Linked DNA regions of Sus scrofa: all the other regions are linked to region 1. The links are chromatin contacts, called in public Hi-C maps. All regions are on one chromosome and are shown on one strand. Each heading gives the region's core, a stretch centred on a gene start, on an enhancer-like site or on the middle of the called end of the contact. The rest is flanking DNA. Distances are from core to core; before and after follow the strand shown.

Region 1 (6,808 bases), core at 1,638-4,137:
AAGGCAGTGCTGACCCAGGCGACAGCATGGACGAATCTCGAGGAAGCGATGCTCGTGAAAGAAACACATCACAAAAGGACAAATCCTGCAGGACTCCCTCATACCAGGTCTCTAGAGGAGTCAGATTCATAGAGGCACGAAGGAGATGGTGGTGACCAGGGGCTGGAGGCGCAGAGGCGGGGAGTCGGAGATTAATCGGGACAGAATTTCAGCTGGGGGACCAACTCGTTGGGGAGGTGGATGGTGGTGATGGTTACACAACACTGCGAATGTACTGGGCACAACTGAAACGTACCCTTAAAAGTGACTAAGGTGGTAAATTGCAAGTTATGTGTGCTTTACCACAATTAAACATTTTTAAATTTCTATTCATGTGTGATGGGTCTTCAGCTTTTCCCTTTGCCTGTTAGCAGCCTTTCTGTACCCAGGTCTCTGGGTCAACACGGAAAGGCATGATCTCAGGGAACAGCAGCTCCGAGCCGCTCCTAAAGCGGAGGGTCGTGTTTATGGCCACGGGCAGGGGTCTTCAAGGACGGGGGCAGGGGTCTTCCAGGGACGGAGGCAGAGATCAACAGTTTCTTTCTAAGTGACACATCCCACCTTCATAATTTGTAAAGTCGCTCTTGAGTGAAGCCTCCTAAACCTTGGCTTCTTCCAAAACTATATTCACCAGGTCAAGTGGACGATGGCTCCATGTTTCAAGTAGAAAAACATGGACTTGGCTTTTCTGTGACTAGAGGTGGGCATCACCAGGTCCCAGAGCAAAATGTCCCCATGCATTTGTCCCCTGGGACTGGCTCCATGAGTCTCGGTGCTTGCCACAGGGGCAAGCACTGGATTCGGGGTTGACCAGGTGACTCACAGAGTAGTAATGACACAGAGCAAGGGTCTATTCACGCCCAGGGGACAGCCCCTGGTCTCAGTCTCCCTTGCCCAGGCCTATCTAAGGTGACCACTGCCACACCCAGCCACTCTCTGAAGGCCCTTTCCCTGCAAGGTGCCCTCGGGCCTGCAGTCCCTGCTTCTCTCAGCTCCCAAGGGACCCTGTCTGGGGGTGTCCAACTCTGCTGCACAGAACACACATGTGCTGAGCCAGGTTCATCCGTCAGATGTAGAAAGACATGGCTGTGGTTAGTGGTGACCACATCCACCAAAGAGACATGCTTCGCTTCGAAGAGAAAAGGGATGTCGAGTTTCTGCGATGCTGGGCAGCTGCCAACGACGGCAGGGAGCAGAAATCTTTCAGAACAGGCCGCCCCAGTGGGGCCTGTGGGGACGGGGGGTGGGAGGGAGAGCAGAGAGTCATTTCTTTGTTATTTATTTTGGTACCACGCAAATTTGTTAAAGCGAGCATGCGTCAATTCAGAAAATAACGAAACGCACTCCCACCGCCAAAGGTGTAAAACTCCCAGGCGTGGGTACCCGTCCCCGGGGCATCTTAGGGGTCACAGGACAGGGCTCCGTGAATCTGAGTGTCAGATGTCTTGTGAACAGATGTTCACATCAACGAAATAATATTTGTCCTGGCAACGCAGCTCAGGATCGACACGATTACTGATCAAAAAGAAGCAGTATCAAGTAGGCGAATGTGTAATGGGTTTATTTGAGGTAAAATGCTGAAAAACAGCTTATTTCTGAGTGGGAAGCCCAAACTTCTCTTGAATATCAATAAGAGAGAAGAAAAAGTAAAAAACAATCAGTTCTTGAAGGACTCCAGAGAGAAGTGTGTCCTGGCCTCAGCAGCCCCCGAGCTGACTCAGGCTTCTGGTAGGAAACCAAAATCGTTCAACCTGCAAGGGGCCCACAGAAGGTGATTACCCAGTGGGGCAGTCCTCCTGCCCTAGGCCCAGGGTTCACCAGGAAGGTCATGGCTCCAGGGCACGTGCCAAATTCCCATGTGCATGGAGCAAGGGAAAGACACATTCAGGAGTAAAGAACCAAGGTCAAATGTTCTTCATCTGTTTTTTTTTTTTTTTTTCTTTTTTGGCCACACTCGCAGTATGCACAGGGTTCCAACCCAAGCCACAGCCGTGCCAGCCCTGCATCCTAAGGCCACAAGGGAACTCCGAATGGTTTTTCATCTTAAGGTGGCGTGTGTGCGTTCTGTAAGGAGGGCGCCAGCAGACAACGAAGGACCGAATTTGGGGGAAATAACAGCCCCTCCCCACAGGCCTTTGGTGAATGATTAATTCACATTGGCCAGGCACGAATCGCAGCAGAAAGATTTGCAAGGGTCACAGACACGGAAGGGCTCTGCTGGCCCTCCTCGAGGGCCAGTAAATGGAGACCACTGGCCATCCCCCTCCTCCTGGGGCAAAGAGTCCACGAAACCCATCATATCAAGATCCCCATCAAAGATGCCGAAACAATCACCATTTACCCACAGCCACAGGCCAAACCTGCGGCCAGTGACAGCCGCCCTCGTCTGTGGAGATCTGTGGGGGGACAGGGAGATAGGGGGGAGGCTGGCCACCTCACGTGCCCTCATGTTCAAAGCTGGCTTCTGGGAATTCCCTTCTGGCACATTGGGTTAAGGATCACTGCAGCAGCTCGGGTCTCTGCTGTAGTATGGGTTCAATCCCTGGTCCGGGAACTTCCAGATGCCACAGGCATGGTCAGAAAAGCCAAGCAAACCACCAACCAACAAAACACTGAAAAAGAAACCCGGTGAAATGTCTGCCCGAGAAGGATAACAAATACATACTGTTCTCAAGAGTGAAATAAATCCCTGAAATGAAATTTCATCTTTGTAAATGAAGCATTTGCTATGAAATAAGAAAAAAAAAATTAAATTCTGAGTTCAAAAGAATCCAAAAATATCTGAAATTCTTTCCGAAAATGTTAAGATTCTTCCTGTGTTGACTCACTTTCCTCTCAATAGTTATTTTCTCCATCACTGGGAGCAGACATGACACACTCTCTTTGAAAAGCCTTCTTTTTACTTAGTATAGTTCCAAGCAGAAAGTTTGGGGTTTTCTTTTTTGGAAATATAACTGTTTTCCTAGTATTTTTGTCAAGAGTATATCAGGATGCCAGGAACCCTCGAATTAAAGAAAACAAACAAAAAAAGGACAACAGCTTTGCCTGAGGCTTGCATGTTGCTACAGCTGCTCTCTCAAAATGCCTTGTAACTCTTGTTTTCCAGACAAGGAAAGCACAACAAAGCATCTTTTAAAAATCCTAGGACCTTCCTCTCCCATAACATAGCTGCTGTGTTAATAGGATTTTGTTGGATTACCAGAAAACCACAAGTTGAAACAATTATTTAGACAACGTACATGCTCAGATGCATTACCGTTCATCCACACAGGGGGAGCCGTTAAAATATAGCTATTAAAAATTATGTTTACAGGACTTCCTGTCATGGCACAGTGGTTAACAAATCTGACTGGGAACCGTGAGGTGGCGGGTTCGATCCCTCGCCTTGCTCAGTGGGTTAAGGATCCGGTGTGGCCGTGAGCTGTGGTGTAGGTTGCAGATGTGGCTCAGATCCTGCGTTGCTGTGGCTCTGGTGTAGGCCGGGGACTATAGCTCCAATTGGACCCCTAGCCTGGGAACCTCCATATGCCGTGAGAGCGGCCCTAGAAATGGCAAAAAGACAGAAAAAAAAAAAAGAAATTATGTTTACAGAGAATTTTTAATATTGGAAAGATGTTCACCCTCTGAGGTCACATGAAGGTGTAGGCTGTAGAAGGGCACACGGAAATCGCAGCGTTCTGGGAAATTGTTCGTTTATTTGTGACTGAGCTACAGCATACTGAGCACCTGCTAAATGCCAGCCAGCAGATAACCCTCAATATACTTGATCTCAGTTTCGCTTTACAAAACCTCCACAAGGTTGATGCTGTCCCCATTTCAGAGATGAGACAACAGAGCCCCGCTCCTCGGCCTGGTGAAAGCCTGAGCGCTCACCCTCACCAGGCGAAGGTGGGGTTCCCAGACCGGCAGCAGTCTCGTGACCTGAAGCCCAGCGTAGCCGCACCCTAGAACTTCAGATTCATATGGATTCTTCCGCAATTCTCCCGTGGTGCATATGCACATTGACCTTCAACAGACACTTCTCCCAGTTCCCCTGTGGCTCATCGGGTCGAGGACGTGGTGCTGCCACCGCGGGGGGTTTTGTCGCTGCTGTGGCTTGGGTTCGATCCCTGGCCCGGGAACTTCCATACGCCACAGGTGTGGCCAACCAACCAACAAATGCTGTTCTAAACCACTGCTTGAAGGATAAAAAGGTGGAGAAAATGCCTCAAAATGTTAACAGTGATTAACTGTGATTTTACAAGTGATTTTCATTTTCTTATTTACACTCTTCTGTGTTTTCCAAATCGCTTCAAGGAGAACATATTTCATCCATAATGAGAAAAATATTGAAATGAGCTTTCCATTTTCACGCGTTGCTACAATAGAACATAGATCTATTACATCGTCAGTCGCAAAGACCTAAATTAGAACCAACCCCTGCCCTTCTATCACCACCAAACTCCAGATTTATGAAGCGCAGTCGCGCGTTTTGATGTAAGCAAGAAAGGGAAAGTCTGCACTGGGGACAATGCCATCCAGCGGGATGTCATCAGCTAGAGCTACTCCAAGAATGACGGTTTCGGCTCTGCCTGGGCCGCCTGGTGGTCCAGCAGGGGCCCCCGTGACGGAGCCAGATGCAGAGAGAGCAGCAAGGGTCAGGGTGCACTCGCCGGTGGGCTGTCCCCTCGCCGGTGGCTGCAGAGGAGCGTGGCTGAGACTGGAGGGACGAGGAGAGGTGTGTCCAGAGCATGCGCCAGTGAGCAGCGCTGAGGATGGGCGATGGCACACAGCCCTTGGAGAAGGATGCAGGATTCTTTGAAGATGAAAGTACTGCCGCAGCCCCCATCGGAAGCCCATCCATCTGCGGCTGGGACCCAGTGCCCGCATCCCTTCCCACCCTCTCCCTGGAATCATCCAGTCCTTACACGCATGACAATGGGTTAGCGGTGACTGAGCAAAATAAACACAACCCGGTCCAACTGCAGGCAGCCCTGGCCCTGCCTCTTCTCTGCAGCCGTTTCAAAATCATCAAAGCCGCTCTAGAGAGCATCAGGGATTCTTCAGCGCTTTCTAAGGGTCCTTTGTTTGGGCTGCTGACTCATCTCTGACTTTCTCCACTGGAGCAGCTGGTGCATATACTAATCCCCTGAGTCTCTGACACTTTAACTGGCTTTGAATAGCCACCTGGCTTTCTCTGTCCCCAGGAAAGGGATTCTGCCCAGCTCCTCATCACGCTAGGCATCTCCAGGGGCCCCAGGTCACCCCAAATCCAGGGACAGCCTTTCTCCTCCCAACCTCCACAGTTAAAGCTTTTTTTTTTTTTTAATCGTCTTTTTTTAGGGCCACACCTGCGGCATATGGAAGTTCCTAAGCTAAGTTTCAGATTGGAGCTGTAGCCACCAGCTCACGCCACAGCCACGGCCACGCCAGATCCAAGCCTCATCTGAGACCTACACCACAGCTCACGGCCACGCCGGATCCTTAACCCACTGAGCGAGGCCAGGGTCCTCATGGATCCGAGTCGGGTTCATTAACCACTGTTCCACGAAGGGAACTCCAGTTAAAGCTTTTAAGATGAAAACCCAGGAACCACTGGGTGGCTTCCTTGCCCTCCTCCTGCTAAAGGGCAGCCTGTCTGAAGAGAGCCTGCAGAGGTGCTCAAACTCTGACCCGTTACTCCTGGGGCCGAGCCCCCCGCTTGCTCAGGTGTAAAAAGGGAAATAGCCACGGAGGACCTGCAGAGTTTGCATGGTGTTCCCCAAAGAATGTGTCCATCTGAACGCTCAGAATGGGGCTTGATCGGGACCAAGGATCTTTGCAGATGTAACTAAGTCACCCTCCTTACCTGCGAGCATCCCAAATCAGGGTGGTCTCTGGATCCTGCAGGAGACAGAAGCGGGGAGACTGGGGAAAAAAATCACAGACACATAGAGGGCAGGCAGGGCCTTACGAGGCTGAGGCAGAGGTTGGAAGGATGCAGCCGCAAGCTCAGGAGAGCCAGGAGCAGTCACGAGCTGGAAGAGGCAAGAAAGACTTCTCCCTAGAGCCCTTGGGCCACATGCAGCCTTGCTTACCCACTTGTCCCAGCAGAGCGGTAGAGAATTAGTTCCTGGTGTTTCAGGCCCAAGGTGCAGCGTTCTGTTACAGCTGTCCTGAGAGACAGCACAGAACCGCAGGGCCCCAGGCCAGAGGTTTGAACTGAACCCAAAGCAGGGTGGGCACACAGATACACGTCTCCTCAGGGGACAGGGGCTCCACAGACCTGCAATGAGTCTCAAAAAATGCTCAGGACAGACGTTCAGCTGTTCTGGCCAAAGCTGAGCAGAAACACAGTCCAGGGCCCACTAGACACGTGCACCCAAGCCTGAGGTTTCAGTTGGTAAAAGAAGAGAGAACTAAGTACACGAGTGGCCTTTGCAGCCTCTGCCCCCAGGCAGGGCACTGGCAGAAGCTTCATTCCAGGAAATGTACCCATGATGAAGTCCCAGTGAGGGTGGCACGATGGAGGTGACCAGAGAGCTGTCTGGGATGAGGGGCTGGGGGCCGGGTCACGGGGACCAGGGGGAGGACTTCCTTTCACCCAGGGCAGAGCGGGGGCCTGATGGTGACCCAGCTCCTGATGCGCCGGAATGAAGATTCTCATGGACCTGACAGACATCCCAGCCACCGGGGAGGGGGCTCCATGGAAGGAACACCCCATTTCTCTCTTGCACATACAGTGGCTTCACACCACGTTTGATGTGTTCTCAGAAGTGCACGTCTTAGAGTAGACGAGGCACAAAGAGCA
Region 2 (6,808 bases), core at 2,622-5,121, 240 kb before region 1:
AGCCTGGCTGCAGTGTGGAATGCGGGGGACAGGCCCCCCGACACTTGGGCCCTCCAGTCTGTCTAGATTGTTCTCCCAGAGGGCCCCCCCCACTGACCTTCTGCCCTGGTGACGGGGGTGCTGCCCGCATGGCTCCAAAGCAGAGGCATCAATGAGGAGAGCCCATGTGAGATGCCCAGGGTCCAGAGATGCCCAGAGATGCCCACATACACCCAAGAGTCTTGGCGGGAATGCTCAGTCCTGCTTCCGTTTGAGGGGGCTGCAAGCCCATAGGATTTGAGCATTTATGACAAAGTGAACTCATCTGACAGGTTGATAATGTCCAGGAAATTCAAGGTAAGTACATTTTAAACCTCCGGAGCCTGTTTCCTCATCTGTAAATGGGGAAAGGATCGCTACCCCAAAGCACTGTTGGGGGGGGGGTGTCTCATACATGATGAGCCAGGTGTCCTGCCTGGAGCTGGGCCAACCTCCTGGGCCCATATTGAGGTCGCCTTTGCCAGGCCGCCTTGCCTGCCCCTGCCTGCAGGATGGGTCTGAATGTGGAAGGAAGATGGAATTTCCTGGGGGGTGCTGGCTTTGAGTCACAATAGGCCATGAGGTGGGGCAGGGCGAGTGCTGTGTAGGACAATGACCTCAAGTGTGGTGGCAACTCAAGGAAGCAGAGTGGCCTGGGGGCACAGTGCTGGTGACAGGACACTTGTGCTCTGGTCCAGAGCCATGTCTGGTCTTAACTCCAGAAAGTGGGAGGAGTCTCTTGGGGCGGGTCTGGGCTGGGCCTGAGCCCTCAGGTGGGAGGGTGAGAGGAAGCTGTCCAGGTGTGGGTGGGGAGTCGCGTCCCCAGGTCTAGGCGCTTCTGTTACGTTCTTGGGCCTATTCAAGAGATGAACCACAAGGTGGCGCTCGCCTCAAAAGGATTCTAGTCCAGTCAAGGCTTCATCACAAATAATCTTTTTATTAACTCGATTTACAAATGCAACAATACAAACAAAAGGAATTTGAGGCTCTCTCGGGCATTCTTTCCTTCGTCTCCTTTTCCAGTATTTCCGGCTTGATGCAGACAACCTACTCCTGCATTGTCCCAGGGTCGCGTTCAAAAAAGGGGAGCCTGCTCCTGAACTTGGCCGGGAGAGAAAAGTCCCATCTACAAAGTGACCTGAGAACACCCATGAAACCACACAACGGCCTTTCACGATTTCCTGGATGGAGAAACAGTATCTTCCCAGAGGATGTACTGAGTCCCGCAGGGCAGCCTTCGAGGTGTGAATTTTAGGATTTTGTCCTAGGCCAGAAATTCTAGGGATCGGGTGCAGTTTGATTTTGTGCAGCATTATTCTAGCTCTACACAGTTACACATTTTTGCTTTTCCGTACCACCCACCCCAACCTCCTTTGCTTTCACGACCCTGGAGGATGAGCAGCCCCCTTTGGCCGCCAGAGCTGTATGCTGCGCATGCCCAGTGCGTTGCCTGGGGATCCGAGGTGGGGCCAGGGGAATGACTGGACTCCTGAGAGAGCAGCTACTCCGCACGGGCAACCCAGACTTGCGAAACTTCGGAAACGCATGTGTTTAGTGTCCTTGCAGAGAGATCCCAGAGAAGCATATCTTTGTAACACCTTGTCCTCTCTGCGGTCTTGGTGCATTGTGTGTGTGTGTGTGTGTGTGTATGTGTGTCAATAAGGCATCAGTTTCAACTGTTGTCCAAAATACCCTCACTGAATTCTGCCTGCCTCTCACGCCAAGGGCAGGGCCCAGGTGGCATCGTTGTGTGATTGATGAGCTTTGATCCCGGACCGTCCAATCTGGGCACCGTGATCCCTCCTAGAAAGTGTAGTTGTCGGAGGACTCAGCCCCACATCTGCCCAGGGCAGAACTAATGGGCCACCGATGCGAATATCCGTAGACATAAGCCAGGGCTGAAGAATTACCCGGTGGTACAACTGTGTTGAAGGTCACTTGTGATGGTGAGAGGAAGAAATGGGAATTTCTGTAAAGGGAATTCTTGCAGTGACATCTGCTAAAATCAGGATATATGTATTTTGATGGGACTATATACCTACAATTTTTTTTTTTTTGTCTTTTTAGGGCCACGCCCTTGGCATATGGAGGTTCCCAGGCTAGGGGTCGTACTGGAGCCACAGCTGCCAGCCTACACCACAGCCACAGGGATGCAGGATCTGAGCCATGTCTGCAACCTACACCACAGCTCACAGCAATGCTGGATCCTTAACCCATTGAGCAAGACCAGGGATTGAACCCACATCCTCATGGACACTAGTCTGGTTCGTTAATCGCTGAGCCACGATGGGAACTCCTATACCTATAATTTAATGTGAGGTCTGCTTCAACCCCCAACCATGGAGAGATGAATTTACATGTATCAGAAAATGAGCATCATGCATTTGTTAAATAGACAATACTGAAAAATGCCCAATGGCATTGAATAATGTTTTGAAACAAAAACCAGGATTAAAACAGTGAATTCCCTCAAACCAGGATGCTGAGGACCTATGAAGGGGAGGCCAGAGTCTCATGGCAGAGCGGATCTGTGCTTAAGTCATGCTAAAAGCTTCCTATTAAAAAAGCAGTGTGATGGGGGATGATGGCATGGCCCTAAAAAAACTAAACAACAACAAAAAATTATAGGTATATAGTCCCATCAAAATACATATATCCTGATTTTAGCAGATGTCACTGCAAGAATTCCCTTTACAGAAATTCCCATTTCTTCCTCTCACCATCGCAAGTATGTGTATACACACACACACACACACGCACTTTGCTGTACAGGAGAAATTGGCACAATATTGTAAATCAACTATAATAAAAAATAGACAAAACCCAGTGAATTCACACTATAAAAACATGCTTTATAAAAATATTACTAGTTATCCCTGCTTGATGGGATTATAGATGATTTTTAGTTTTTATTTCTTTTTAAAAAATAAACATGCTGCATTTGGTACTTTAAAAATAGTTTCAAGAACACCAACTAAGAGGTAAGGGTTTCCTATCTGTCAAAATAGCTGGTTTTCACCTGTGATGCAGTAGGGTCGCTCTCCTGGGGCCACGGGGTGGCTTTGGGCCGCCTCCTTATGGCTGCAGCATCCCCTGGGATCAAGTTGATAAGGGAACCTCACCTGGCAGTGCGCCCTCACCTGGGGACTGGGCCCCGCCCCGCCTATAGGCCCCGCCGTCACCTAGCCCGCCCCCCCAGGCCAGCGACTCTGGCAGAGCTGCGAGTGCCCACCGATTTGACATCTTCCAGGAATGGAACTAAAATTGGTGCAGACCAAGAAGCATGCCTGCGTGCCTGCGCTGACAGCCGTCACCAGGGCCCTCCTGGCAGGGGCTGGACCAGGCTTCCTGTGACCTCCCCTGGAGCCTGCCGGGGTGCGCCTTCAGCCACGCCGGTGGTGTCTGCTCCTCCTGCCTGCCCAGTCCCCAGCAGACCCTCCCTCTACAGCCCACCCAGCCCAGAAGGCACGCAGGTTCTCCCTGGTTCCAGTCCAGCTCAACACAGATGCCTCTGACCTCCCTGCCGGTGCGGTTAATTAAGAGGTGTCTGCGGAGCCATGAGACCCAGGCCTAAGCCGCCTCAGGAATGCAGCCCCACCGACTAAATTCCTCTCCGGTCACGTGACACGGCGAGGTTCTATAAACAAAGACCCTAATCTGTTAACGACTCTTTGGGGTTCTAATATGATCTCCTTGCCAGTTATCTAGGTTCTTAGAAAATAAATTATTTCATCTCTTAAGGTTCTGGGCCCTTTCTTTTCTGGCCGTAGGGGAAACTTGGCAAGGCAAGCCTTGGCTGACCACCCTCATGTCATCCCAGGCCACTGCAGCCAGCCTCCTGCACCCTGACTCATAGAGTAAAAATCCGTTTCTCGGTATGATTTTGCTGCTTCCTAAGATGACCTAGCATGGCTTAGTCGGAGACTGGCCTTCCTTTGACCAGTCTTTTGATCTCTCTGTAGTCCATGAACCTTACATATTCCAGCTGCTGTCATTACTTCTGAAAAAGGAAAATCAGGTAGTTAGAAGATCACCTCCATAAATAACTGTGAGACTCCAGCTATCTGGATTTATTTTTCTTTGTATTTCTTCTTTTCTTTTTTGTGCAGCATTTGGAGCTCCCAGGCCAGGGATCAGATCCAAGCCGCAGTTGTGACTTATGCTCCAGCTGCACAACGCAGGGTCCTTAATCCACTGCCCCGGTCTGGGGATTGAACCTGAGTCCCAGTGCTCCAGAGACACCGCAGATCCCATTGCACCCCAGTGGGAACTCCTCCCTGGGTTTATTCTTCAACATTACTTAATATTGTTGGGCGCCTGTCTTCTGGCTAAGACTGGGGTGAGACATCAATTAAATTCCTATTTTAGGGGCTAGAGATAGATTTTTAAGAACATTTCTCAGCTGATTATATATACTCACTACTAGAACGACAATAATTTACAGACACACAGTCTGGCAAGCTCACGGGGTCGGGACAGTGAGTCACAGCACTGAGCTATGATGCCCCCACCACTCCCTCCATATGCAGCCTGTCCATAGGCCCGGCCATCGTCTGGGTGTCGCTCTGGCCTGTGCTCCTCTACTCTTCTTATCCCCACGTTCCCTTCTGAGTTTTCCAATCGCCTGTCACCTCCAGGCTGCATCCTGCCCTTTCAGGAGGGGTGACTGGTCCCTGGGCATCTTCAAGGGAAAGCATCTGGACGTCAACCCATGCTCTAGCTCCTTGGCATCGTCACGTGAACAAGGGCATCTTTGCTAACGATAATTTGCATTATCCTCGCAACATCTCTACTTTACTCCCTGGTACGGAAGATTTTAACAGTGAAAGAAACAAAACAGTGCTTGGGAAGAAAATGCGATTCTTCCTCTTAATGTTCCCAGGGAGAGGGAGTGTGTCTTCCTTTCTCCTCTGTGCACCTGACTGTTCTAGTTAATTCCGGGGAACAAAGGCTCAGGTGTATACATTTACGTGAATAGTGATGTAGGCTCTATGGCTATACAGACACTTAGAGGATTGCATTCAGTAGAAATACAATGTCAGCCACACATGGAATTTTATGTTTTCTAGTAGCCATAGGGAAAAAAAAACAAAAAAACAAAACAGGCACAGCAGGTTGAGGACCTGACATTGTCTCTGTAAGGATGCAGGTTCGATTCCTGGCCTCGCTCAGTGGGTTAAGGATTGGCCGTTGCCATCAGCTGTGGGGCATAGGTCACAGATGCAACTTGGATCCAGTGGTGCTGTGGCTGTAGTGTAGGCTCCAGCTGCAGCTCAGATTTCAGCCCTGGCTGGGAAATTTCCATATGCTGTAGTTGTGGCTGTGAAAAGGTAAAAAAGGAAAAAATATACATTACTGTATATAAAATAGATAACCAGTAAGGACCTGCAGTATAGCACAGGGTGCTCTAATCAATATTTTGTAATAACCTATATGGGAAAAGAATCTGAAAAAGAACGGATATAAGTGTATGTATAACTGATTCACTTTGCTGTACACCTAAAACTAACACAACACTGTAAATCAATTACATTCCAATAAAATTTAAAAAAATTAAAAATAGGAGTTCCCACCATGGCTCAGTGGTTAATAAATCTGACTAGCATCCATGAGGATGCAGATTCAACCCTGACCTTGCGCAGTGGGTTAAAGATCCAGTGTTGCCATGAACTGTGGTGTAGGTCACAGACACAGCTCGGATCCTGTGTTGCTGTGGCTGTAGGTAGGCCAGCAGCTATAGCTCTGATTCGACCCCTAGCCTGGGAACATCCATATGCCGTGGGTGCAGCCCTAAAAAGCAAAAAAATAAACATACACAAACAAATAAATAAAAATAGGAGTTCTTGTCGTGGCTCAGGGGAAACGAATCTGACCAGTATCCATGAGGATGCAGGTTCAATCCTTGACCTGGCTCAGTGGGTTGAGTATCCTGCATTGCTGTGGCTGTGGTGTCGGCCAGCAGCCATAGCTCCGATTGGACCCCTAGCCTCGGAAACTCCATATGCTGCAGGTGGCAGCAGCTAGGTTTGGTCCATGATGAGAAAACCATACCATGAGTATTCAGGAGTAAGCAGACTGCCTCGTGAAAAGGGTCCTTCTAGACATTTCATCCAAGTGGTCCCCAACCACAAACACAGTTGGAAAAGCTCTTGGTGGAAGGTTCAGACACAGTTAACTCTTCAAGAAAGCCATCTGGCCTGGCAGAAAGCTTTCTTGCCCACCCCAGTTTGGGTATGCCCATGAAGATTTTGCAAGAGCTTTAAAGACCGGGAAGCGATGCCACAAAGAATCCATCCTCTACCACGGATAACTCCTTCTAACCCATAACTTCCTTTATGAAGATGCCCACTTCATAGAGTAAAATCATGGGCAGAAGGAGATTCTACTGTGGCAAGGATAGACTTGGCATTGCTTCCCAGTCTTTAAAGCTCTTGCAAAATCTTCATGGGCATACCCAAACTGGGGTGGGCAAGAAAGCTTTCTGCCAGGCCAGATGGCTTTCTTGAAGAGTTAACCGTGTCTGAACCTTCCACCAAGAGCTTTTCCAACTGTGTTTGTGGTTGGGACCACTTGGATGAAATGTCTAGAAGGACCCTTTTCACGAGGCAGTCTGCTTACTCCTAAATACTCATGGTATGGTTTTCTCATCATGGACCAACCTAGCTGCTGCCACAAAGACTCCACCCTCAGCAGTTCTTATAGTATGTTTGAGGCCCTCCTTACCTCAAGACTTTGGATGTGATGCTGGGGAGGAGCCTGGGAATTGGGTGTTTAAGCTGCTCCGTAGCAG
Region 3 (6,808 bases), core at 1,951-4,450, 190 kb after region 1:
TCGGCACAAAGGCTGCTGTCTGGGTGGACCAGGTGTAACCAGAGCCCCAATTCCCACGCAGCTTAGGGCCTGGACGAGGCAGTGGGAGGTCAGCCAGCCTAGGACAGCCACTCACCACCGGCTTCACACAATGGGGTTCCCAGGAGCACACGACACAATCTTAAGACTTAACACTGAGCGAGGAACCCACAGAGGCTTCTGTTACAATAAGGACACTGGAAGAGGCCAGCTACCTGGCTGGCAGAGCCCTGACCGTGCAGTCCCCATGCCGCCCACTCCTTCGTCATCCGTCCCTTGGCCAAGAGCAGCCTAAGGCCACCTGAAGTCGTCTCAGCCCCTCCACCCTGTGAACGCTCCGAACAAACAAGCAACAACAACAAACGGGGCACAGCAAAATTTTCCCTATAAAAACATGCAATTCTCTCATCACTTCAATCAAGAAGCAACAATGGGGTTTTTTCCCCCCAATTCTAAACTAATACATTCTTATGTAACCAAACCATCAGGTGTTTGAAATCAGAGACACCCCCCCACACCCCTTTTCTCATTTCTTTCTTTTTCTGCTTGCTCGCTTTTACTTTCATAAAACATATGGGTCCCAAAGCTACAATTTTCTGGGCTTTAAAATCGCTGGACATGACACACGATCTTTGGTTGCTTTCAACGTTCCACCTACACACATGCAATCTGAAGGGAAGGCTTTTTCTAACACTGTTTTTGAGTCTAAGTAAAACCAAGTTCCTGGATGAAAAAGACACATGCTTTTCTAGCCTCAAATTCTATTCGTGTTCTGCAAAAGCGCTGCGAACAATCTCAAGTCATGACACCTTTTCAGGCTATTCCTGCTCCTGGGTTCTTCTCAGCGTTCGGAGAATGACTCTCTTTCAGTCTCAGGTTTGAGTAACTTCAACCAACTTCCCTCGTGTCTCCTGAAAAACGGGAGCCTCTCTGCCCAGAGGGATCACACAAAAAGCCACTGTTCCTGATTAAGTAGGTTTTTTTGTGTCTTTTTTTTGTTTGTTTTTTCCCCCATCCAGAAAGCCTATACTTTGCCTGTTCTGGACCTGATTAGAAACGATAATACCTTCTCGAGTCTCTCAAGACTTGCTGTTAATCTGGGATAACCTCACCACCGAGGTCCTGGCCCAGGTACGCGCAGGCAGGCTGTCTGGGCTGGACTTTCTGGAACTTTCCTAAAACAGTGACTTCCATGCACAGCCCCCCCCCAAAAAAAATCAGATGGGCAGTAAAATACAGGCATTCCTCCGTTTTCTTTTGCTTTTTCACCCCGATCCAGGGCAGTGCTCCTCCCCCTCCATCTCCAGGAGGGGGGGACACGAGGCCGGCCCAGGCAGCTGAATGCACAGGGCAGTGTTTATGGCAGAGGCTGGGGGAAAAAGAGCAAATTGTTTCCAAGCGAGAGCTCCCATGTGCAGCTCTGCTTTAGAAAAAGGCTTTGCATCTGGAGAAACTCAAGGGCTGCTGAAAGAAGGGCCAGCAGTTTATCCGTTTAAAATCTATGGAAAGTTAAGCACAGACACCGGCAGCCTCCACTTGCCGTTTGAGGCAAGCCTATTCGATCTCCTCTTTTCCCTGGAATAAATAAAGGGACACAAAGGCAGCCTCTGCGCCTTTAAAAGGAAAGGAAAAAGTTGCCACATTGAGACTTTGCAGGGCCAAGTTTCAGGGGGTGTCAAGGCATCGAATACCTTCAAAGGGCTATAAACCATTTCAGGGGGCTTCTCCTTCTTCTGGGAAATGTAATTATCCTGGGGTGAGCAAGTGAAGTGAAAGGAAAGCAAGAAAGAGAGACAAGAAAAGAAAGAAAGGAAGGAAGGAAAAAAGGAAGGAAGGAAGGAAAGAGAAAGAGAGAAAGAAGGAAAGAGAGAAAGAAAGGAAGAAAGAAAGAAGGAAGGAAGGAAGGAAGGAAGGAAGGAAAGAAAGAAAGAAAGAAAGAAAGAAAGAAAGAAAGAAAAGAGAGAAGGAAAGAAAGAAAGAAAGAAAAGAGAGAAGGAAAGAAAGAAGAAAGAAAAAGAGAGACAGAAAGGAAGAAAGAGAAAGAAAGAAAGGAAGAAAGAGAAAGAAAGAAAGAGAGGGCAAGGGAGCCGGGCAGTCTGACTTTTACCACTTCTCATTCTGCCTGTAACTTGCAGGTCTTGGCTATAACCACCCCTGCCTGACCTCACTCCAAAGGCTTTCCCCGCAGTTACTGCCTGAATCTCCATGCACAAAAACTGAACAAAAGTCCTGTTTTATTTCAAGTGTATCATTCCATTGCAACATCCTAGACTTGTGCATGTGCCTTTTTTTCCCCACATGAAGCTGGACTTAACACCTTCTGAGAGAATAATAAATACACAAATTAGACGAGGAAGGATGCAGTCAGGAGACAAACGGGCCAAGCTGTATTTAACATTCACCCTTATAGCTTCCGGATTTACAGGCTCTGGTAATCCCTCCAAAGCACTGAATTCAAACACATCCTGAGCCCGCAAAGATTCTCGGCACCGTTTTCTTCTTCGTTGAAGAAGATGCCTCTTCATAAAGGGTCCGTCTTTCTGGAATCACACACTCACTGCCAATTCTGCTTCCCCATTGATACACCAGGAGTGAAACAGGTAAGCAGCGGTGCCAAGCTGACCCCCTTGCCAACTTTGAGCAAGCTGAATGGACCGTCTGCGTTCTTGTGAAGTGATCTGCCGGCAGGAGCTTAAATACCCACGGCAGCAAACAAATCCCCAATTCCTGAATTCAACAAATACACCGGGTGGGGGGCGGGGGGGGGGCTTCCACTTCAGAAAACTGCCCTTTTTCCTCTCTGCAGCCAAGGCGAAGCCGCACATTAGCAGCCGCACTTTGCAATGCAGCCATGCAGCTTGCAGCCCCTGCTTTCAGAAACCAGACCTGCAGACTCCCAAGCACCCATCACCACTACGAATAAACGAGACCCCTGAAAAAGAGCGCTTAGCTTAAGAGCAGAAGCCCTGCCCGTCGTCCTCCCTCCCTTTCTAAGCAGGGCTGCCGACCCAGCTCAGTCTCCTTACCTCCCGGCTGGGCTCGGCGTAGGGCTCCCCTTCCCAGCTCCCTGCGATCACTGCCTTAGAGCTGAGCAGTTTGGAGGAAGTGCGAGCTGTTGGGCTGCAGACTTGCGTTATATACACTGCAGGGAGGCGGCCTCTAGATGGCAGCTTTGTAACCCACATCTCCTCCCTCCCTCCCTCAGCCACCCCCCTCTCGGTGCACACACACAGGCGCGCACGCACACACACATGCTCGCATGCACGCACACACTTGCACACGCGTGCGCACACACGCCTCCTGCAAACCCCCATCTGTCCTTTCTGGCAGAGCTCTCCCACGCAAGCACACTCTTGGGAAACCCCAGCCACGTTCATTTGCAAAGTCTAATGAAGCTACAAGGTCCAGACCCCAGGGGGGAAATGTGTCAGCAGCAGAAAAAAAAAAAAAAAAAAAAAAGAATGGCAAAGAAACCCTAGTGCTTTGCAAAATCATCAAATATTTATCTGGGAGCAGGTATCTCTTGAATAATCCCATTAGCACCAAGAATTCCTTTGAATGCCTCTCAGCTTCAGGGGAAGACTTTGTTCCCAAGACAAATTGCTCTGAACTTCTGAACTTTGGTGTTGCTTTATTAAACCTGGGTTTTGTTAATTTCTCCAAAACAGAATTAACAGTTTTTGTTCTGAGAAATGAATGAATACCACATCCTGTACCCCCAAAGTGGGGGAAAGAGTCTTTGGGATTGATTTTATTTAAATCTTTCATTTGTGAAGGACTTTAGGTCCAACGGCCTTGCAAATCTAATGAAACTGATGTTCGGAAGCCCCGACCCCGCGCCAGGCACACAATGGAAGTATCACAGGGGTCTTCTGATAATGTCTTTTTCGGAGGTGAGATTAACACCTTTATTATTATTTTTACTGAAACCTACCTTCTTATCTAGAAGTTCTAATTATTATTGAAATCTATGTTCTTCTCTAAAGTTCTGTCCATGGAAGAACCTGACCTAAAAAAAAAAAAAAACTGTTTCATATGACATTCACCGCCTGGGCCCTAGATAAATAATCCACCCTAAAAGGGCGACCTAAACTTTCACTTTTACAACGTCCTTGCTGAGCTCTTCCCCCAGAGTCATGTGCGGTGGTGTGGCTTTTGTTCTGCTTTCTGCTTCTCGCGGAGTTAGTTCCATGGCTCAAGTCACTAGTGGGCTGGCAGCCCCGGCAGGCGGGCTGCTCCCACGCTCTCCGCGGCTGAAACGTGTTGCGGTTCTTATTACACTTCCACGAAAAATACCAGCAGACGGCCAAATGCTGAGTCTGGAGGATTGGAAGGTCAAACTCCCCAGCAGCCAGAAGGCCTGGTGTGGCGAAAGCGCTTCACAAAAGAAAGGTTTTGCTTAGATGAAACTTCAGGGAGCTCAATGGAATCACCGCAGGATGGGAGCTAAGCGCACCCCTGCGCCCGGACGCCCTCCGTGGGCGTCTGCGCATCCTGTCCCTGCCGACAGGGTCGCTGTCCTTAAGAACTGGCACGAATCTTCTTCCTGTCGCCTGGGTACCCAAAGCTCCATTTTCGAGCTCCCAGAGTGAAAGGCGCTGTAAGCTTCTGCTCAAATGTAAGGAGGCTCTAAGACCAGCTCCTTTCTTGGCCCCGTTTGCCACCCGCGGGTGACCCTGAGACCGACAGAAAGGCCCCCATGGGGGCAGAGCAGAGGTCCCCTCTGAGAACATTGACGCACAGGCTGACTCTCTGCAGTTTATGAACTTGATCTGCTCTTTAGAGGGCGCCTTCCTCCTTTGGCAAGCTGGAGGGTGAGTCTGAAACACGGGTTTGAATCCGCTGGAGATGAAGTGCTTTCTGATGAAAAGAAAGCTCGCCGCGCTGCCGGCCGAGAAACCCCCGACAGGATGCAGTTGCTAAAGTGGAGGAAGGAAAACGCAAAGTAGTTGTAAAAAAAAAAAATCCGCTTCAGCTCAGACGCCGTGGGGCCCGTGCCCCCCCCCAAGGGGCTGGGTAGGGGCGGCGCTGGCAGCATCCGGGGACCACAAGGGGCACAGGAGGTGCGCAGTCCCCGCCACGGTGCAGGGCTGCGTCCTCCGCTGGGACCAGGCCCGAAGCCCTCCCGCATCCAGCATCTGAGCTGTGCCCCGGGGCTCCCAGCCCCCACCCCATCGGAGAACCCAGGCCTGGGGGCACTGAGAGGGTAAGTGAGCCATGTTTTGCAAGGGGACAGGATTCCATCCTCCCAGGACTGAAACGCCTCTAAGAACGTTTGGGAGTCGACCCCAACTGTTGGAAGGATTGCGTTTTTAAGGGGAGGGTCAGCTGGGGGGGGCGGGCGGCTGAGTTTGATTAGCCCCCAGGAGGAAACTCTGCGAAGGCAGGAATGGGTCGCTGTCTCTCGAGCTGTCCCAGCTGACTCTGGACCCCCTGGGCCAGCCCTGGCTGCTGAGTGCCGTGGGGGCGGGGCGGGACGCGGGTTCAGCCACCCCTCCCCTCCCCGTCTATACCCTGCACCTGGGATTTTAGACTCCGCAGAGCAGGCTCCTTCTGGGAGCTCACTTGCCCGCAGATGTGGGACCCTCAGCCTCCGCCTTGAAACCTCACTGCACTTTCAAAGGGATCCTGGAGAAGCAGAGCTCTGGCCCGTGGGGTGGCGGCTTTCGGTGAGCACGCTTGGTATGGAGAGAGCCCAGCTCTGATGGCGACAGAGGTGGCCCCAGAGAGGCTCCCGTGCACCTTCAGCCTCAGCGCTGAAGACTGACTCTGCCCAAGAGCGGCTCTTCCCTGAACATCCGAGCATCACACAAGGCCTGACGGGTTCCTGGCGTCAACCTGTGGCTCCGTGGGGCGGGAGTCTGGACCTTCCTGCTGAGTAACAGACAGACACGGCCACCTTGGGTGGGGGGTAGGTCTTGGAAGGAAAGATAGAGCCCCACCCACAAGGGGAAGGGGTCCCAGCCCAAGCCTGGTCCAGAAAGGCCTGATTTGGAACCTGACTTAGTCACCACGTCTCCTCGGGCAGCTTACCTCTTTGGAATCTTAGGTTCCTATCTTCAAAATAATTATAATACCTTGGCAGGTGCATCTGGGGATTGAATGAAAAGGTGAGTGGAACCTCACAGGCCCCAGAAGGGCTAGTTCTCGCCCTTTCCAACCCTGGCCCAGACCGAATTCCAGGGGCACAGAGCATTTAAAGAGAGGCCACCCAAGGCTTGCAACATTTTATGAACTCTCATAAAGTTTGGAGAGTTTACCCAATAATAGCTCTGCGGGTGTCATTTTTGCCCATCTGCATGCTGAGTGTTGCTCTTCATGGCAGCCGTTAAGCTAAAATGTCTCTGTTTTTGGAGTTCTCATTGTGGCTCAGCGGGTTAAGAACCTGACTATATCCATGAGGCTGCAGGTTCACTTCCTGGCCTCGATCAGTGGGTTAAGATCGTTCCCATGCGCTGCGGTGTAGGTCAAAGACACAGCTTGGATCCCGTGTTGCTGGGGCTGTGGTGTAGGCCGGCAACGACGGCTCCGTTTCCACCCCCAGCCTGGGAACTTCCCTATGCTGTGGGCAGCTCTAAAAACAAAAAAAAAAGTCTCTATTTTTGTTCACTTTTGTAACAGAGGAAACTCAGGCCCAGAGGGAGCAGGTAACCTAAAACCAGTGAAGAAATGGGATTCAAACCCAGGTTTGCCCGGCTTCAAAGCGCATGCTATTACCTGGTACCACAGAAGACACCCTCTTTAAAAAGAGAGAAAGAAAAACCATTGTAAAACATAGATCAGGGTGCCT
Region 4 (6,808 bases), core at 2,340-4,839, 150 kb after region 1:
GATAAACGAAAGAATTGTTGAGTCAATGAGTGAACCTCCAGCCTGGGGGACCCTCTATCAGGGTAAACACAGAGCCTAGCAGAATGCTTATTTCAGCCTAACTTGTAGGCTCAGAAAATGAATCACTGTCTCTGAATTCTAAGAAATCCGCTATCAAAGCCCCTAACAGGAGATGGACACGTGCTCATTATGAAGCCGGCAGAGGAAGTTAACAAGCAGCATCCTCTGGTCTGAACAGGCCTCAAAGCCCTGGAACATTCTGTGGGGAGGCAGCTCCATCATTCACCCGCTGGCCACAGCATCCACTTGGGAGAATGCTGACCGGTGTGCTCCACCTGGATTTGGCAGGCCCGCGTGATTAGATGGGAAGGGCTCCTGCAGCTCAAGTGAGGAACCAGCGAGGGGAAGCCAGCCTCTGTCTGCTGGACGCAGCCAGCCGGCCGGGGAGAGAACACACGCTCTCATCAGCGGTGAGTCCTGGGTCACAGTCAGGGAGCAGGGACATTTCAGTTCCGTCTCAGAAGCAGGAAAGATTGGAAGAAGAGAGGAATTTTCTGAATAATAAAGAGTTCGCTTGTTGGCGTGGAATCTACTCCTCGACTTCTAGGAAAGAATCTCCGTGCTTCTAAGATGCACATCTTCTCCCTTAGAAAGTGGGATGAAGTCCAAAGCCTGAAGTTGCAAGGGGCTCGCATGTCTGCACGCCAAACCCCATCAGCATCCAGTCCACGCGCCTTCAGCTCTTCTCTGGGTTCAACGCAACCGTCCGCAAGGCTCACCTGTTCTGAAGGTGGACACGAGCCCCTGAAACAGCAGGTAGAGAAGCCGGCTCTTCGGGCCCCATTGTTGTTCCCAGCCCAGGTCACAGCCAGCCTGCATCTCAGCTTCCCAGGTGGGTTTACAGAGCCCAGCCTCAGGGAGATGCCAGCCCAGGATGCCCACACAGCTCCTGCCCAGCGAGCGGCAATGTTCTCGTTGATTCAGTCACTCAACAAACACTTCTTGGGCACCTACTCTGTGCCTGGCACCGTTCCAGGCAATGAGGAGATCCGTGAAAAAGTCAAACCCTGCTCTGTCTCTTTCCAGCTCCCCTTCCCCTGGTGTCCATTAACATGTGGGCTGAACGGCAGAGCCTCTTTCTTCTGCCTCCTTCATTCGCTCCACTTTCATCCCTTCCCCAGACTTGGAGGTGCTTCCAATAACCTATTTCCGGTCTTCTCTCTCCCTTGGGCAGTGAGCTAAACAGCTCAGCGGCACCCCCAAGAAAGATGCCCATGTCCCAATCCCTCTAACCTGTGGGTGTTTCCTGACCTGGCAGAAGGGACTTGGTGGGTGGCATTGTAAATTGATGCAACCTCTGTGGAAAACAGGATGGAGATTCCTCAGAAAACTAAACTTAGAACTCCCATTTGATCCAGCAATCCCATTCCTGGGCATCCATCCAGAGAAAACCACAACTCACAAAGACTCATGTACTCCAATGTTCACTGCAGCACTATTTGCAATAGCCGAGACATGGAAACAACCTAAATGTCCATCGACATAGGAGTGGAGAAAGAAGATGTGGCACGTATACTCAATGGAATATTACTCAGCCATTAAAAGGAATGAAATACCAGCATTTTTAGCAACATGGATGGACCTAGAAATTAACATGCTAAGTGAAGTCAGCCATACAATGAGGCACCAGCATCAAATGCTTTCACTGACATGTGGAATCTGAAAAAAGGATACAATGAACTTCCTTGCAGAACAGATGCTGACTCGCAGACGTTGAAAACCTTATGGTCTCCAGAGGAGACAGTTTGGGGGTTGGGGGGATGTGCTTGGGTTTTGGGATGGGAATCCTGTGAAATTGGATTTTTAGGACCATTATATAACTACAGATGTGATAAATTAATTTGAGTAATAAAAAAATAAAGAAGGGACTCGGTGGAAGTGATTAGAATGGAGAGATGGCTGCTGAGATGGGGAGATCCCCCTGGATTAATCTGGGTGGGCCCTAAACATAATCCCGAATGTTCTTGTAAGAAGAGGACAGAGGGACCTCTGACCACCGAGGGGAGAAGGCAGAGGGGTGACCAGCAGAGGTGGGAGTGCCGGCTTTGAAGGTGGCAGAAGGGGCGACGGCCGAGGAGTACAGGCGGCCTCTAGAAACCGAAAAGACAAAAGCTCTGCTTCTGCCCTAAAAGCCTCCAGAAGGAACCAGTCCTGCCAACACCTTGACTTCAGCCCAGGGAAACAGATTCCCGACTTGTGACTTCCTGGACCGGAAGCGAATCAGTGTGTGTTGTTTTGGTTTCGTCTGGTTTTGTTGGATTTTTTGCTTTTTAGGGCCGCGCCAGTGGCACATGGAGTTTCCTGGGCTAGGAGTCAAATACAAGCTGCAGCTGCAGGCCTACACCACAGCCATAGCAATGTCAGACCCTAACCCACTGAGCAAGGCCAGGGAGCAAACCCACATCCTCATGGATACTAGTTGGGTTCATTACCTGCTGAGCCACAATGGAAACTCCAAGTGTGTGTTCTTTTAACCCCCCAAGTTTGTGGAATTTATTCCTGCAGGTGTCGAAAACTAAGACAAACCTCTGCCCTCAGGTGGGGACTTCGTGGAGCCCTAACACCCAGGCTAAAGGCACAGGGCGGGCCAGCTAGTAGTTGGGCACAGCCGTAATAGGCATCAGTTCCCTCATGGGGCACATACGACAGGAGATGCCTGAGTGGGGTGTGGTGCCGATGCAGGGAATAGAGGGGACAAGAACAGCCCTGCAGCCCGGCCTTGCGCAACCCCTGCCACGAGGCTGCCTGCGTACCACCAGGCTCAGAGCCCTCGCTGTGATCCATCGAAGCCCCCTTAGCCTGAGAGCTCTCCCACGAAGAAAGTTCTTTCTCAGCGTCTAACGGGATTCCTTGGCTAGTACTTCTCCCAAGCAGTTCTGAGAAAGGGGGGTGCACTTGCCTCTCCTGCCTGGAGATGAGCTAATTCGGCATCTTCATCCCCCGTTTGACGGGGGCGTTACAGAGCCTGCAGCTGAACGGCGCCCCTGGACTTGAGGACCACACCTCCCAGATCCCTGGGCTCTCAGGCACGTTCAGACACATCTCTGTGGCGGGGCGGGAGGGGGGGTTCTCATTTTATTTTTTGTGTTAGAGTTGATGTCTAGTGTTGGGCCAATTTCTGCTGTACAGCAGAGCGACCCAGTCATACATGTATCTGCATTCTTTTTCTCATACTATCGTCCATCCCAAGAGACCGGATCGAGTTCCCTGTGCCGCACAGTAGGACCTCATTGCTGACCCTTCTCAGTGGAAGAGGTCGCACATTTTCTTCGCAGCGACGCAACTGATTTTCTTGAAGCCAAGTTAATTTTGCTGATGAAATTCCACCTTTTGAGATAAGATCCAGTTTTCCATCCTGACTATGCAACCAACACATTCGTAGACTTCTTAGCTGTATGTCATCAGAAAAGAATTTCTCGTGTGTGTGTGTGTAAGTAAAAAATTTAATCACATCCCTAGGCCCACGTAGGCCTGCACTGCCAAGGGCTGCTGGACACACCATTCAAACCTCCTGCAGTCAAATGCCTACCACCACCGTCATCTGTCCTCGAAGGCAGCTCCAGCTTCTGGCCAAGAAGGAAGTGGTTAATGCCCCCCTCGCCTGCGTCTCGCTGGATGCAGACAGCAGGCTTCTGGTGTGCACATTCCGTGAGCATTAGGGTACCAGGCGAAACCCTCCCAGACAGATTCCACAGAAGATTCATGGAAGCAAAGAGCATGCTAATCAGGCTGCTGGCCTCCAACAAAGACCAGCGAAGCCTCCCTTATCAGTCCTGGGGACGGCCGCGGGCCGCCCCTTATGCTCACTGGTCCCGCCAGCAGAAAACAGATCCTGGCAATTAGGGGCATGGCATTTCTTAGAGACGAAAAACAGCATCCCCAGAAAGCCAAGCTGGGGAGGACTGGGAGGGAACCGTCAAAAGGTAATTGGGGTGGACAGCCTCTGTGCATGCTCGCCAGCCCCGCAGCAAGGTACATTCCCGAGCCTCGGGTCTGCTCTGTGCTTCCCTCGTACCCTGGTCACAGCGCAGGCGTAAAGAGATGAGGGCAACTTTCTGTGGAGAACAGAGTAGGTTTCCCAAGCCAGCCCTGCCCCAGTCCCCCACGGCTCAGAAATAACCGCTAATACCGGTCTGTGTTTTCTTTTCTAGACTTTTCCAGATCTGAGCCTGTACACATAGGCAAGTGCCTTTGAAATACATATTTGGTGGGTTGGGGTTTTTTGCACATATATGACTCATGCGTCATGCACTGTGCTTTTTCCCGTCAGTAGTATGGGTTGGGTTTCCCATCCGGTCTGCCCATCTAAATTTAGCTTCTTCAAGGCAGCCAAGCCCTCTGCCACAGGGATGCACCTCAGAGCCATCTCACCATCCCTTCCAAGTTGAACGTTTGGGTTGTTTGCAACTTTTTTTTTTTTTGTCTTTTTAGGGCTGCACTCATGGCATATGGAGGTTCCTAGGCTAGGGGTCTAATCGGAGCTGTAGCTGCCAGCCTACACCACAGCCACAGCAATGCCAGATCCAAGCCACATCTGCGACCTACACCACAGTTCACAGCAACGCCGGATCCTTAACCCACTGAGCGAGGCCAGGAATCGAACCTGCATCCTCCTGGTTCCTAGTCAGATTTGTTTCCGCTGCACCATGACAGGAACTCCAATACCCGCCCCCCAATTCTATATGATGAAAGAAACCCTGATAGCAAAGTACGGTGCTTGGAAGTCGGGGCTTTGGGGCGGAAACAGGTCATGAGGGTGAAGCGCCCACAAATGGGATCAGCGCCCTTCTAGGAAGAGGGCAGATGATGGTACAATGAGAAGTCTGCCCTCCGCAACCCAGAAGTGGGTGCTGCCCAGAACCCAACTGTGCTGGCTCCCTGATTTCAGAATTCCAGCCCCCACCTCATGAGAAACCAGTTTCTGCTCTTTGTAAGCCAGCCAGTCTACGGTACTTTGTCACAGCCGCCCGACCTAAGACAACTGATGCCTTGATGAGAACAGAGCCTCACAGAGACACACAAGGAAAGAAGGCCTGTGATGATGGAGGCAGAGATCTACGTGCTGCTTTAAGCCCAGGAATCCCTAGGCTTCCGGCAACCACGGGAAGCTGGAAGAAGGCAGCTAGTCCCAGGAGGGCATCATCCCAGGAGGGCATCTCCCCTGCAGGTTTTAGGGTGGGCAGGGCCCTGCGCCGCCTCGACTGCAGGCTTCCAGGCTCTGGACCTGAGAGGTCATTCATTTTGCTGTGTTCAGCCGGCAGGTTTGTGGAACTTTGTTCTAGCAGCCTGGGAAACAGCGCTGCCATGCGTCCCTCCTTCCTCCTTTCCTTCTTCCCTCCCTCCCCAGCCAGAGGAGTCAGGGAGCCTGGTTACACAATACACCCCCCCCCACTCTTAGATTGATCCACACGCAGCTCTGCTACTCTCATGAGAGGCAGCCGGACCCAGACGCAGCTGCAGGGTTTGCAGAGCCCAGGGCAGACTGAACAAGCAGGCTCTCTGTCCCAAAGCTTTCTCTCTTCTGCTGTGGTCTCTCTCTTGACCCATCACAGTAGTTTACCTGCTCTTTCTGTCCCCCTCCTTGGGCACAGGAGTATCTGCAGGGTGACTGCCGACCTTCGCAGGTGTCCAACCCCACAACTCAGGGCACCTACCCTGCCGCCCCACCTGCACACCTTCCCAGGCCCTGAATGGGGTTGCGGGGGAGAAGCTGCAGGGCGGCAGGGGGTTCATGCTCCATTGTCCCACCAGACCTTTCTTGCAAAACACGAATTCAAAAAGAAAACAATTAAGGAAGTTCCCACGGTGGCTCAGTGGGTTAAGAACCTGAGTAGGATCCATGAGGATGCGGGTTCAATTCCTGGCCTCACTAACAGGGTTGAGGATCCGGCATTGCCGTGAGCTGTGGTATAGGTCACAGATGAGGCTTGGATCCCATGTGGCTGTCGCTGTGGTGTAGGCTGGTGGCTACAGCTGTGATTCAACCCCTGGCCTGGGAACCTCCATATACTGCGGGTGCAGCCCTAAAAAGAAAAAAGAAAAAAACAAAGATAAAATGATTAAGGATTTCAAGATGGTGACCACAAAGCATGAAACCCCAAGTGCCAGGCCCTTCGGAGCTCAGGCCTGTGACTGGGCGGGTCACACACCCAGGAGGTCAGCCCTCAGCCCTGACTAGACCGAACCAAGGCCACTCAGAAGAGGACAGAAAGGCCTACAAGTCTGTTATGTTCCCAGGCTCAGCAATTTAAAAACCTTACCTCGGAGCTCCCACCGTGGTGCAATGGGATTGGTGGCATCTTGGGAGTGCTGGGACGCAGGTTCAATCCCCAGCTGGGCACAGGGGGTTAAGGATCCGGCACTGCCACAGCTTTGGCTTTAGGTCGAGACTGTGGCTTGGACCTGATCCATGGCCCAAGAGTTCCACGGGCTGTGGGACGACCAGAAATGAAAAAAAATAAAAATAAAAATAAATTTAAAAAAATAAAACTGTATCTCTAACTGGAGTCGTGGAGTTGGGGCCACAGCCATTATGTCCGGTGCTCAGGCTGAGCCAGCAGCTCCGGGGCAGAGCCAGCGTGGACCAGCATCCCAGGCCTCGGGATCCTGTGGCCTCTCTGTTAGGACCACGACACCAGGCAGAGCCTCTGCCTTCAGAGACACAGAAGCGAGGTCCATCAGGCAAGGTGGGCAGCTTCCAACTCTGCTTAAGGGCGGGAGGGACAGCCCGAAGTTTCAGGGCGGTTCT

The links. Hi-C and Micro-C count contacts between places; a contact is called where the count stands out from the background.
Region 2: a contact with region 1 is called in a Hi-C map of embryonic fibroblasts, with 2.1 times the contacts expected there. The contact joins two enhancer-like sites. A contact is called at or near these places in 2 of 47 Hi-C or Micro-C datasets (embryonic fibroblasts and subcutaneous adipose tissue).
Region 3: a contact with region 1 is called in a Hi-C map of embryonic fibroblasts, with 2.2 times the contacts expected there. The contact joins the promoter of ACKR3 here to the enhancer-like site in region 1. A contact is called at or near these places in 1 of 5 promoter capture datasets (fetal skeletal muscle), 2 of 47 Hi-C or Micro-C datasets (brain and embryonic fibroblasts) and 1 of 2 datasets of contacts at active chromatin or transcription factors (skeletal muscle).
Region 4: a Hi-C map of embryonic fibroblasts shows a contact between it and region 1, with 1.8 times the contacts expected there. The contact joins two enhancer-like sites. A contact is called at or near these places in 2 of 47 Hi-C or Micro-C datasets (embryonic fibroblasts and mesenchymal stem cells) and 1 of 2 datasets of contacts at active chromatin or transcription factors (skeletal muscle).

What each region holds. Positions count from the first base shown.
Region 1 is chr15:136,559,755-136,566,562 of Sscrofa11.1, reverse strand. No RefSeq gene overlaps it. Among named protein-coding and RNA genes, the nearest start is that of ACKR3, 190 kb to the right of the region's middle. Within about 2 kb of position 2,887, at least 6 of the 83 cell types and tissues checked have an H3K27ac peak or open chromatin away from gene starts, as enhancers often do. A contact at or near this core is called in embryonic fibroblasts, where this site is marked.
Region 2 is chr15:136,802,049-136,808,856 of Sscrofa11.1, reverse strand. No RefSeq gene overlaps it. Among named protein-coding and RNA genes, the nearest start is that of COPS8, 23 kb to the left of the region's middle. Within about 2 kb of position 3,871, at least 11 of the 83 cell types and tissues checked have an H3K27ac peak or open chromatin away from gene starts, as enhancers often do. A contact at or near this core is called in embryonic fibroblasts, where this site is marked.
Region 3 is chr15:136,366,849-136,373,656 of Sscrofa11.1, reverse strand. It overlaps ACKR3 (atypical chemokine receptor 3), which reads right to left and starts at 3,200. Exons shown (of 2, transcript XM_003133759.4): 1 at 3,045-3,200. LOC106506420 (a long non-coding RNA gene) reads right to left here. Exons shown (of 3, transcript XR_002339068.1): 3 at 6,278-6,808.
Region 4 is chr15:136,412,447-136,419,254 of Sscrofa11.1, reverse strand. LOC106506422 (a long non-coding RNA gene) reads right to left here. Exons shown (of 4, transcript XR_001301697.2): 1 at 6,321-6,808. Among named protein-coding and RNA genes, the nearest start is that of ACKR3, 45 kb to the right of the region's middle. Within about 2 kb of position 3,589, at least 4 of the 83 cell types and tissues checked have an H3K27ac peak or open chromatin away from gene starts, as enhancers often do. A contact at or near this core is called in embryonic fibroblasts, where this site is marked.